Regions from separate parts of the Triticum aestivum genome. Here region 1 is linked to region 2. A link is a contact called in public Hi-C data. All regions are on one chromosome and are shown on one strand. The core of a region is the stretch at or near the end of the contact, and the rest is flanking DNA. Distances in the headings are between cores, read along the strand shown. Region 1 holds the start of LOC123060354 (proline-rich receptor-like protein kinase PERK9). Region 2 holds the start of LOC123060352 (translation machinery-associated protein 22).

What was found. Hi-C and Micro-C count contacts between places; a contact is called where the count stands out from the background.
Region 1: a contact with region 2 is called in a Hi-C map of leaf, with 3 times the contacts expected there. The contact joins the promoter of LOC123060354 here to the promoter of LOC123060352 in region 2. A contact is called at or near these places in 2 of 5 Hi-C or Micro-C datasets (both in leaf).

Annotation. Positions count from the first base shown.
Region 1 is chr3A:68,631,868-68,637,100 of IWGSC CS RefSeq v2.1, reverse strand. It overlaps LOC123060354 (proline-rich receptor-like protein kinase PERK9), which reads right to left and starts at 2,706. Exons shown (of 15, transcript XM_044483041.1): 1 at 2,273-2,706; 2 at 1,431-1,541; 3 at 1,267-1,359; 4 at 540-1,196; 5 at 330-395; 6 at 1-71. The coding sequence starts at 2,330.
Region 2 is chr3A:68,271,803-68,276,738 of IWGSC CS RefSeq v2.1, reverse strand. It overlaps LOC123060352 (translation machinery-associated protein 22), which reads right to left and starts at 3,246. Exons shown (of 7, transcript XM_044483033.1): 1 at 2,912-3,246; 2 at 2,711-2,794; 3 at 2,568-2,635; 4 at 2,322-2,403; 5 at 2,051-2,118; 6 at 1,828-1,911; 7 at 647-1,144. The coding sequence starts at 3,074. The coding sequence ends at 1,088. It overlaps LOC123057957 (a long non-coding RNA gene), which reads right to left. Exons shown (of 2, transcript XR_006427013.1): 2 at 4,257-4,936.

The DNA.
Region 1 (5,233 bases), core at 1,457-3,956, 360 kb before region 2:
AGATGCACGTTGAATGTCATGGTTCTTACCACTTGCAGGAGGGGAAGTATTTGCTGGGGGTGCCGTGTTTCCTACAATAAACATGAAGTTCAATATCTAAGAACAAATGAATGTAAGAACATTGGCAAAGAAATACCAGCAGATTTTTTTAATACTCACTATTGTTATGCTCAGCATTTGGAGCTTGTGCTTGTTGTTGAGGTGCATGTGCGATAATAGGTGGTGAAATTGGAGGTTTCACATGTTGCGGAGGAACTACTAAGAAGAACGGTAAACGGTAAAACATATGCAACCTGTCAAATTTGATCCATCCTATGGAAGTGATTTACCTGAAGCGGAAGGAGGAACTGCCGGGAAAATGCCTTCAGGTGGTGGATACGGAGGGACATCATTACCTAGAGAGGGAGAATGCAGGAGTGAATAATGAGGGAAGGAACATATTTGCACGATTTTTATGAACTTTTGGCACATCAAGAATTCGGGAACCTAAGCTTATAAATCGTTGCCAGCAGAATATATACCTGATCCAATTGGTGTACCTGGTTGATTGTTCACAGAAGGCGGAGGCGCTAGTGGCACATTAGGCTTCACAGCCACAGATGGAGCAGGAGCTTGAACTGAAGATAGTGAAGGAGGAGGCACTAGTGGCACATTAGGCTTCACAGCCACAGATGGAGTTGGAGCCTGAACTGAAGGTAGTGAAGCAGGAGGCACTAGTGGCACATTAGGCTTCACAGCCACAGATGGAGTAGGAGCCTGAGTTGAAGGTAGTGAAGGAGGAGGTGCCAGTGGCACATTAGGCTTCACAGCCACAGATGGAGTCGGAGCCTGAACTGAAGGTAGCGAAGCAGGCGGTGGTAGTGGCAGATTAGGCTTCACAGCCACAGATGGAGTAGGAGCCTGAACTGAAGGTAGCAATGCAGGTGACCCAGGAAGTATTGGTGTGGGGTTTCCAGCTGCAGCTTGCGGCGGAGGAGCTGCTGCCGGGGGCACCTCCTCAGTGACAGCAGGAGGAGGAGCAGGCTCAACCGGAGGAGGCACAGACACAACCGGAGGAGGCGCAGACTCAGCTGGAGGAGACGTGGACACTACTGGAGGCAACGCAGACTCAACTGGAGGAGGTGCAGACTCAGCTGGAGGAGACGTGGACACTACTGGAGGCGACGCAGACTCAATCGGAGGAGGCGCGTTGTAACCTACATAAGATTCAGTTAGTGATGCACATATCAGGATTGGAAATGCCATATCTGACTGAATGTGAGCTACCTTTAGGGGGGACTACCGGAGCCGGTGCGGCCTGCGGCTCAGCCGGAACTGCCCCCTTCTGGAGGGGAGGACTTGCTGATGAAGTAGGGGGTGCTGCAAAGGATCAATGTAAGGAAGGGCCTGCACATGAATGTCCCTGATGATCTTTGAAAATTCAGAGCTACCTGCTGGAAGAGTCACTGGACCGAGGGCGGAGGAAGGTCCAGGAGGACTGGAAGCTTGTCCTTGATCGACAGGCGAACTACCAACCCCGGGAGCAGGCGCCAGATCAGTACCTAGAGTGGAGTGAAGAACACAGGTTCAAGGAGCAGGTAAAGTATGCAGTGTACACTACTAACTGTGTAATGACTAAGCTATGAGTTTAGTATCGGACAATCTACAGGTTGCTATCTGAGGCAAATCTTGAGTGTCTTTTCAGCACAAAAGTTGCAAAGCAAGAGCAATTATTGAAAGCTTGCAACATGAAAATGGCACATAGTGATGCATCATCCGACGCATGCGGCCAAAAATTATTAATTGTTGTTGCGATATCACGGCCAAAAAACACAGGTAGATGAGGCAGCAAGCACATGCGACGCAATTAAAGTGGCTCGCAGTTGCGGTGACAGCCAAAGACAGGGGAACGCGAAATGCCAAGACGCCGACATTGCGCCGCCCCTCTTGATGAAAATTCAGAAGCAAGGAGCACATGCGCTTCAGAAAGCTCTCCTGTGGTTTGCTCAAATCCTGAATAAAAAACTGTGAACCGCGGTTTCCTGGCAGCAGATCAGCTGGCCAGCCTGCGCATTTGGAAGAAAAATTGTTGAATCCGCAGGTTTCCGCCTCAAATTGCTCAACCGAGGGGGGAAAGGGGTGGAAATATCATGGAGAAACAAGCAAGCATTCGCATTGCCCAGCAGCTAGACATGAGCTGATCCCCAATTTCCCACCCAAACAAACCACGCCATGGAACCTGGGGTAAGAGGAGAAGAAAGCCGAAGCTTGCGCAATGCTGAACTTTGCTCACCTGTGGATCCAAGAAGGGAAGCGAGAAGCAGCGCCACCGCGCAAGCAAGACGCCGCATCTCGCCGTCGCCTGAAGCCACGCGCGCGCACAAGCTCCTAGCCAGAGCTGCCGCAGAAGCAAGGGGATCACAGCCACCTCGGTTCAGCAGTCGCGGAGCCGCACCCGCAAGAAGCCCCTAGAGCGGCTGAAAAGGAGGGAGCCTGACCGCCATTCGGGTAGCACGCCATGAGCAACCGCGGGCCCATGTGGGGAGGGAGGGAGCCAGGGAGGGTGTAGGGAAGAGCAGCGCGAGGGAGGGGGAGGAGGAGGGGAAGGTGGCCACTGCCCAGGAGGAGGAGGCGGCCAAGGCAGGCACCAAACACCACCAGTACCAGTACAGTACAGTACCAGTACTTGTACAAGTAGCAGCAGGGACAGGTAAATGTAAATCACGCACCCTAAAAAGAGAGCCCACCCTAGCAGCAGAATTTATTAGCTAAAGGCGAAAGCGGCGGTGATCCAGGCAGCACGAAACCGATGCGGATGCCGGTGCCAGGCCCGGGTCGAGGAAAACTAACGACGGACGGCCGGGTGAAGAAAACATTCGTTGCTTCCTGCCCGTGACCTCGCCCACGCACCACCTCCACCGTTGCACGCACGAGGCCGAAAGAATCTCGTGATCTTTGGCCTCTGGTTTAGTTTAACCATGGACGTTAGTACCACGAACTGGCAGTAGTGGTACCGCCGCGAGACGCAAATGCAAATGCAGATCTTTGGCGATGCAATTAATCCAGCTAGCCCGTAGTCCGTAGTCCGTCCGTCCCTCTCGCTGTGGGGCTTTGGTAATCCCTCGTCCTCCCGCCAGCCTGGTCTGGTCCGGGAAAATTACCGGCTCCGGCCGCCCCGGCTTGTCGCTTTACCACTGTGTGCAATGTAGCAGTGGCCGGGGCTTTGCGTTTGGATGGGAGCGGCACGAGCCCCTGAAATTGAGCGCCGGGTTCTCCTCTCCTGCCCGTGCGCGCGCGCGCGCGGGCGGTGCCACGGACACGGACGCGGACACTGTGCCGGTCGATCACGGGGCCATGTCGGCCGAGCGCGGCCGCCGTGAACGAGCGGGCGGGCATCGGATGCTGCGTGACCTGGGCAGAGCACACGCGGTCTGGTGCATGCGACGGGAGGCTATGTACTGTATGTTTGATGGGGTAATCCTGATCCTGACACGGGGATTTGTCGCTGTTTGCTCTGCCGCGACGTGCGTCGGTACGCTAGCCGGCCCGTTCGTTTTCGGGAATCGAGGCGCTGTGGAGTCGCCGTCGCCGACGGAGACCGCCAAACCGGCGGCGATCTCGCGTGTCAGCCGAGATAGCTGGCCATCTGCTGTACGTTTCTTCCTCTTTTCCTTCTTTTTTCTTTGAAGAAAATGGGATAAATGTGTCAGGCTCCCGAGTTGGACCAGGCTCAACTCATCTTGTACTAACATTCGAGCGAGCTCAAACTCAAGGTCAAGATGCAGAAAGTGCCTTGTGCTAGCTTAATAAGATGTTTTGTTTTAATAATCTAAGGTAATATTTTGAATAAGATTGCCACAACACAATATAAGAAACCATTATAACATATTATTCCGATCAAAACGATGATAATATAAAATTCAAGGTAGTTTGACTTATTCTCTCTCACTTGAGACTAGTACTTGATAGCAAAAGATTGTCTGATTGTGGATGGATTAGCAAGAGAAGAAAGAATGCGTGTATGCTCTTAAATTTTGACCCAAAAAAAACTTTGGCCGCATACCAGATGAAATCGTACTACACAACATACATGGTGCTAAATTAACCTTTTTTTACTTTTAATATATATCAGGATTTTTCATAGAATTATATTATATCAAGCTAAAATTGAAACAGTATTGGCTCAAAATTAGCACGTTTTTCTATCAAGCTACATAAAGTGTTTATACTCAGCTCATTTCTTCTTGAGTTGATCTCGAGTCGAGGCAAAATACAAATCAATATTGAGCGGCACACAAACCTAGAGCTTTTCTTGTAGCCCTAATCCTAGCGCGTTTAGTCCAATTAATCGATGCCTACAAATGCTTCAAGAATCACGCTGATAAAACCTATATTTTGTGTGGTACGAGAACCCCTAGCCGCCGCCTTCTCGTCCTCCAAAACAAAGCTAGGGTTCATGCCTCTCGCCAGCGCCACCGCGGGTCTGCCTTATCTCCAGTGGCCCTAGGGCCACGGGGGGCGTGGTGGATCCTGCCAAGGGCTGGTGAGAGGGCTTCGTTGTTAGTCGTTTCTTCGAGTTTGTTAGGATTTGTGTCCTATTCAGGAAGACGAGATGGCAACGGCTCACTGGAGATGGAATAAAGGTCTCCCCGCCTAGCCCCCGTTCTGGTTGTGCGTCTAGCATCATTGATGGGCGTGTGGAGGTGTGTCTCTGGCGGATCTATCCTCGGTGGATTTGCTCGGGTCTGGTTGGTGTTCGTCTATGTTCATATATCCTCGGGTTGGATCCTTTCGACATACGTTGTTCTTCATCGCCGGCGGTTGTTGTTTTGGTGCACTGGTCTTATGGGGTCTTAGCACGATGACTTCCCGACTGTCTAGTACAATAAGTTTGTGCCCGACTCTGACGAGTGAGGGGCAATAACTGCGGCGTGCCTTCGGCTCGCTTTAGTGCTGGTAGTTATCGCTAGATGATCTACGGATCTAAATGTAATTTATATAATTTCTGGTGTTCGTTCAACTGCCATGATTGAATATGAATGAATCGGAAGTTTTATTTACAAAAAATCACACGGATAAAATAATCGGGTGGATCGGTATAAGGAGTGGCGCTATCCTACTCATACAGTGATCGTGCTTGTGATCACGGAAAACGGGCATGGAGTTGATAGGCGCCACGGGCGGCTAGGGTCCCTGCCAAGAACCAAACATAAACTGTCGCTGCTGGCGAGCTGTGAAGCACCACAGCATAAAT
Region 2 (4,936 bases), core at 1,997-4,496:
ATTTCTTTTTTCTCTTCAAATTGAGAAGGGGTTTGGTGGATTCTAATTTTTTTAGGGGGTCTGGTGGATTCTAGATGAATGAGGTGAGTGAATTCAGTCAACCCATAATATAAGATACTCCCTCCGTTCACAAATATGATATGTTTTGGATATTTCAATATGAACTACATACGGACTGAAATTAGAGAACAAACACATTAAACGGACACACATCCGATTCACAAAAAGTTGGAAGATCTTATATTTGTGAACGGAGGGTATTTGTTTTTTGGTCTAATTTTATAAGATAGACAATCCTGATGAAAAGTGAAGATTGTGTACGGTGTCAGCCTACAATAGTGCCAGGGCGTGATATAATGTCTCCTTCGGACAAACCTTGCGTGAGGCCCCAGTATATATAAGCAAAAAAAAAGACCAACTCTAAATTAAAGAACAAATCAGCTAGGGACCACAGCAACAAGTTCTGTGAACAAGTTTAATGATCATGGCAATTTATCGGAAATACTTTTATAATAATTACATGGCCACACTAATTCATGATGCATCATCCAGATCTATCTTGCTTCTTTTTTATAATAATGGGCTTCACACAGGACTCTGCAACAAAATGATGACAAAATACCAATGGTGCACACCGACAACGATCTATCTCCCTAAAAGTAGGTTATAACTTGCTGGATGCAATACAAAGTAACACAAAACACCAGACTGTTCCTATGAAAGCACAGGAGACTGGAGCACTACTAATCTGCACTTATCTCTGCAGGTCCACAGATAGTTGGTACTGAATTGTTCTGAAACTAGGATTCAAAAGCACATTAAACATATATAAACCACATATGGATGTCATACTTGCCTGCAGGAGGAACTCGGCTATCAAATAAAAGATGATACACGAAGGCGACATGCCAGCAGTAATTAGAACACCACTTGTGAACTGACCCACAAGTCAAAATGGAGCGAGTTGTGTCTTGGGAGTAAGGATAAAGAACCCATTTGACAGGCATGCCTTAACGGCCATCTCTTGCCTTATATTTCTATCATATTTGTAGCTCCACTGGTGTATTGCCTTGTAAACCATATGCAATCAAGCAGCAGCAACCTTCCTTCCATCTTCTATGAAATATACGGCGGATTCAGGAACCTGAAAGACAGAAAAGCAAGGAGTAACCAACGTGAACAAAACGAGTCTTGCTAACTTTAATCAGATTATGGTGATAGGTCAATAACTGGTGAACTAAATTAGTTGTTCTATCAGTGTTCAGCCGCAAAAACATAACATCAGATTGTGCTACCTATTAGTCTAAAGTAGAATGAATCCTGGTTTGAGATCCAGAATAGCCACAGTATTACGAAACAAATTTCATTAAAATGGAACCTATATCAGCAATTGATGAAGGATTGATGAGGTTGTTTGTAAAGTACAGAAGGTAAACCATAGGAGATTGATTCCACAATTTTACTACATAACCTTCTAAGCAAATATCAAATGCTCAAAACACCATTGAGCTAACCCAATGATCTATTATCCATGTAAGCACCAACTGAATGCCAGATCTCCACAAAGCTACGGTTGCTCTCCATTCCTATTATATATACACGAAGCAGGAAGTAATAACTAAGTATTCCTTGACTTTCATAGTTTCACTTTCTTGGTCAGGAAGGAGATTACTGATTTGTATTTCCTTAAATCATTACCGCAAAGATAACATCAGTCTTCCACGTGATGTGAAACCGAATGAATTGTCAAGTTGATCAGAATGCTAACAACGATGAAAGCATACATGACATGTAGACCATAATAAGATGCAGAGATGGACAAATTACATCAGGCCATGTAGCTGTAATGAAGTCCACAACATCATATGATATGTCTCCTTGGACATCGATTTGCTCCTTCTCAGTTGGGCCCTGGGGAACACAAAGAGAGAATTAGACAAGGCCTAAATGAAACACTAAAAGCCTTCATACTACTCCGTCCCATAATGTAAGACGTTTTATGACACTACATTATGGGACGGAGGGAGTAGTTCCACAGATAACTGATTACCTTGACAACCGAAGCTCCAGTAGCAAACTTCTTTCCAAGCTTCTTTGAAGCATCACTCAGCTTTACACCTAAATGTTCAGGAAACAAACACGATCTATTAAATTATGTCCAACCTTAATAGCAAACATATAGTATCATCAAACTTTATGGCAGGTTCAGCTCAAGTCTGGATCTAGCATCTACAGAACAACCTCTTCCACAGAGTTCAAAATATATTCATCTCCAATCTTTTTTACTTCACTAGCTGCAAACAGTTAAGTGTACCACTCACCAAACAAATCCAGGCCTTTCACCACAGTGACACACTTGCGCTTGTTGCGGACAATCTTCTCAATAATAACCTCTTGCTTGTCCTACACATAAAAAGGGACATTGGCATTCAAACATTGCATGACAGACATTCTACATTGGCCCGAACTCAAACCATAATAACAAATCCTCAATCTCAGACTAGCATCTAGGGTTGAAGTCAAACATCTAGAAACTGAACTGTGTAAAGTGTGCAAAGGGAAGCAACCTTTTTCTTGAGCTTGCCACCGGGCAGTCGTTTCACCTCTTCAGTCTTAGAAGATGCCGAAGCACCCCCTGCAAACACAGCACATCAATTTGACCGAGCGTTCCCTAGTTTTAGGTTTAGACAAGCAAGGAGCTCATGCAAACCTGCGCTTGTGGAGCCGTCGGCGGTGGAGATGCTGACGCCCTGGAGGCGCTCGCCGACCTTGCCGACGTCCTTATCATCGCCGCCTTCACATATCAAACGAACCACCACACGCGGCATTAGAGAGCGAGACCGACACAGGGTAGGCGTAAACGAAGCGGGGGATAACAAGCGAGAAGGCTAGGTAGGTCATGGGGGCGAACCGGAGGAGGAGGCCACGAGCTCGTCGGGGTAGACGCCGGGCGCGTGGGCGCGGAGCCACGGCTTGCAGCGCTCGAAGTCGGGGCCGAACTCGCAGTACTCCGCGGGGAGGCCGCACACGCCGCAGTAGAGCACCTTCGCCGGGGCCAGCTTCTCCGCCGCCATCACCGCCGCCGGATTCGATCCGATCTGATGGGGAATGCTCGACGAGGTGGGCTGCGCGAATCTGTGTTGCCCTGCTCGAGCGCTCGTGGAGTCGTGACGGATTTGGTTCTGCTCGAAGGATTTGGGTGCGATTTTTTTCTCCCCCTTTCCTCCTTTCAGGAAAGCGCAAGAGAACAAACCAGCAAAGGAAAAGTTGGTGAGTGCGGCAGCCCGGGGGTGTTGGGCTAGTGGAAATCCAGCCCAGGAGTTTCCGGATTTTTTCCGGCTTGGGCTGGGCTAGGCTAGGCTAAGCAGTGTGTTAATTGAGCTATTTCTATTCACGCTTATAGTAGACTCAAAGTTGGGCTCATCCTCGACCCAGCCACGCTTCGCATAGGGGTTTCTCGCGCCGCCGCTGCCATCATCTGATACTAGTCGAATGCCCGTGCGTTGCCACGGACAAAGAAAGATTTCATAAAAAAAACTTGTGCACAAATAAATGATATACTTACTCTCTTGTCGTCCTAAGATGCTCTCTTTAATTTCGACCAGTATGAGGTTCTTCGTTCCCTTGTGTTCACCGTCCTTTCTCGCGTGTGTTTCCTATCTACCTCATTCATGATATTGTTTTTGCATACCTGATCTTTTTTTTTCTTTAGTTCTGATGACTTTTGTACGAATGGTCAACAAACCCTAACATAAATCTTTAGTCCCAGAATATAGTAAACATAATCTCCATCTAAGGGTCTGGCACTGTAGAGATCATTTGTCCAAAGCACCACCAACAACGAAACGAATGATATGCTTGGTTGAGACTTCTGGGGTAAAGACATATTGTTTTTAGCTAAATATGGTAATTAGGGATTTGTTATCGAGACAGAAAGTTTATTATGCCATTTGGATGTGTGGAAAATTAGTCTGCAGTTTTTTTAATCATCGTTGATTAGGTGTTTTCACAATTGTAAATGACGGCCATTTTTACCACCTAGGTTGTATCATAGCTTCCACCTAGATTGTTATCCTCAAGAAATTATTACGAACAAATCATAACAGAACATATCTGCTGACAAACAGTTATGCAAGCACAATCACAATGGGCTGATTATGGATATTAACAAACGCGTTGTGTTTAACATTTCAAATATTGATATTGAAAAGGATTATATGAAATTAACACACAACACCCACCAACAGGAGTCATTCTAAAAAAATAGGTCAACTGCATTTCATTTCTCTATAGGAAAGACAATTAATCATATACAGATGAAAATGCCTTGACTTTCCCATCCGCTCTGAAGCTATATGGATTTACCAGGTCAAGAAATTGCCATCGGCAAATACGAAAAAACACAGCTAATTGCAATGTTTTAGAGAGGTATATCACTATCATTTGGGAGCTACAGATCCAAGCAATCATATATATCAAAATTCAAGATATCCATGTGGACAAAAAAATCGTTTTTGGTGCTCGCCCTCTTCCATCTTCTCTGTTGAGCTTCACATGCAGCAGCATCGGCCATGTGTTTGCTTCTCTGTTGTCTTTACTCTCCTCTCCTGTGATGTACGGATGTATACGTCTGGAAATATATAATCCGATGTTGGTCATGGGAGGCTTGCTTCAGCTTCAGCCTAAGAAGTACAGAAACCAAGGCAAGCACTGGCACTATTCCTCCTCAAGATGTCATTCTCCATAGTATAAATATTAGTGTGTGTGACTGTATAGCTTATCTCTTGCCCAATACCTCTTTGCCTGTACCAATTGATGCTCCTTGCGCAGCCAGACCATTAATCCTCCAATGGATCTATTAAGTACGCAAACTTGAGAAAGATTAGAATAGATTCGCAGGGAGGGTGGCTACCACATATTTTTGTATTGTACACTA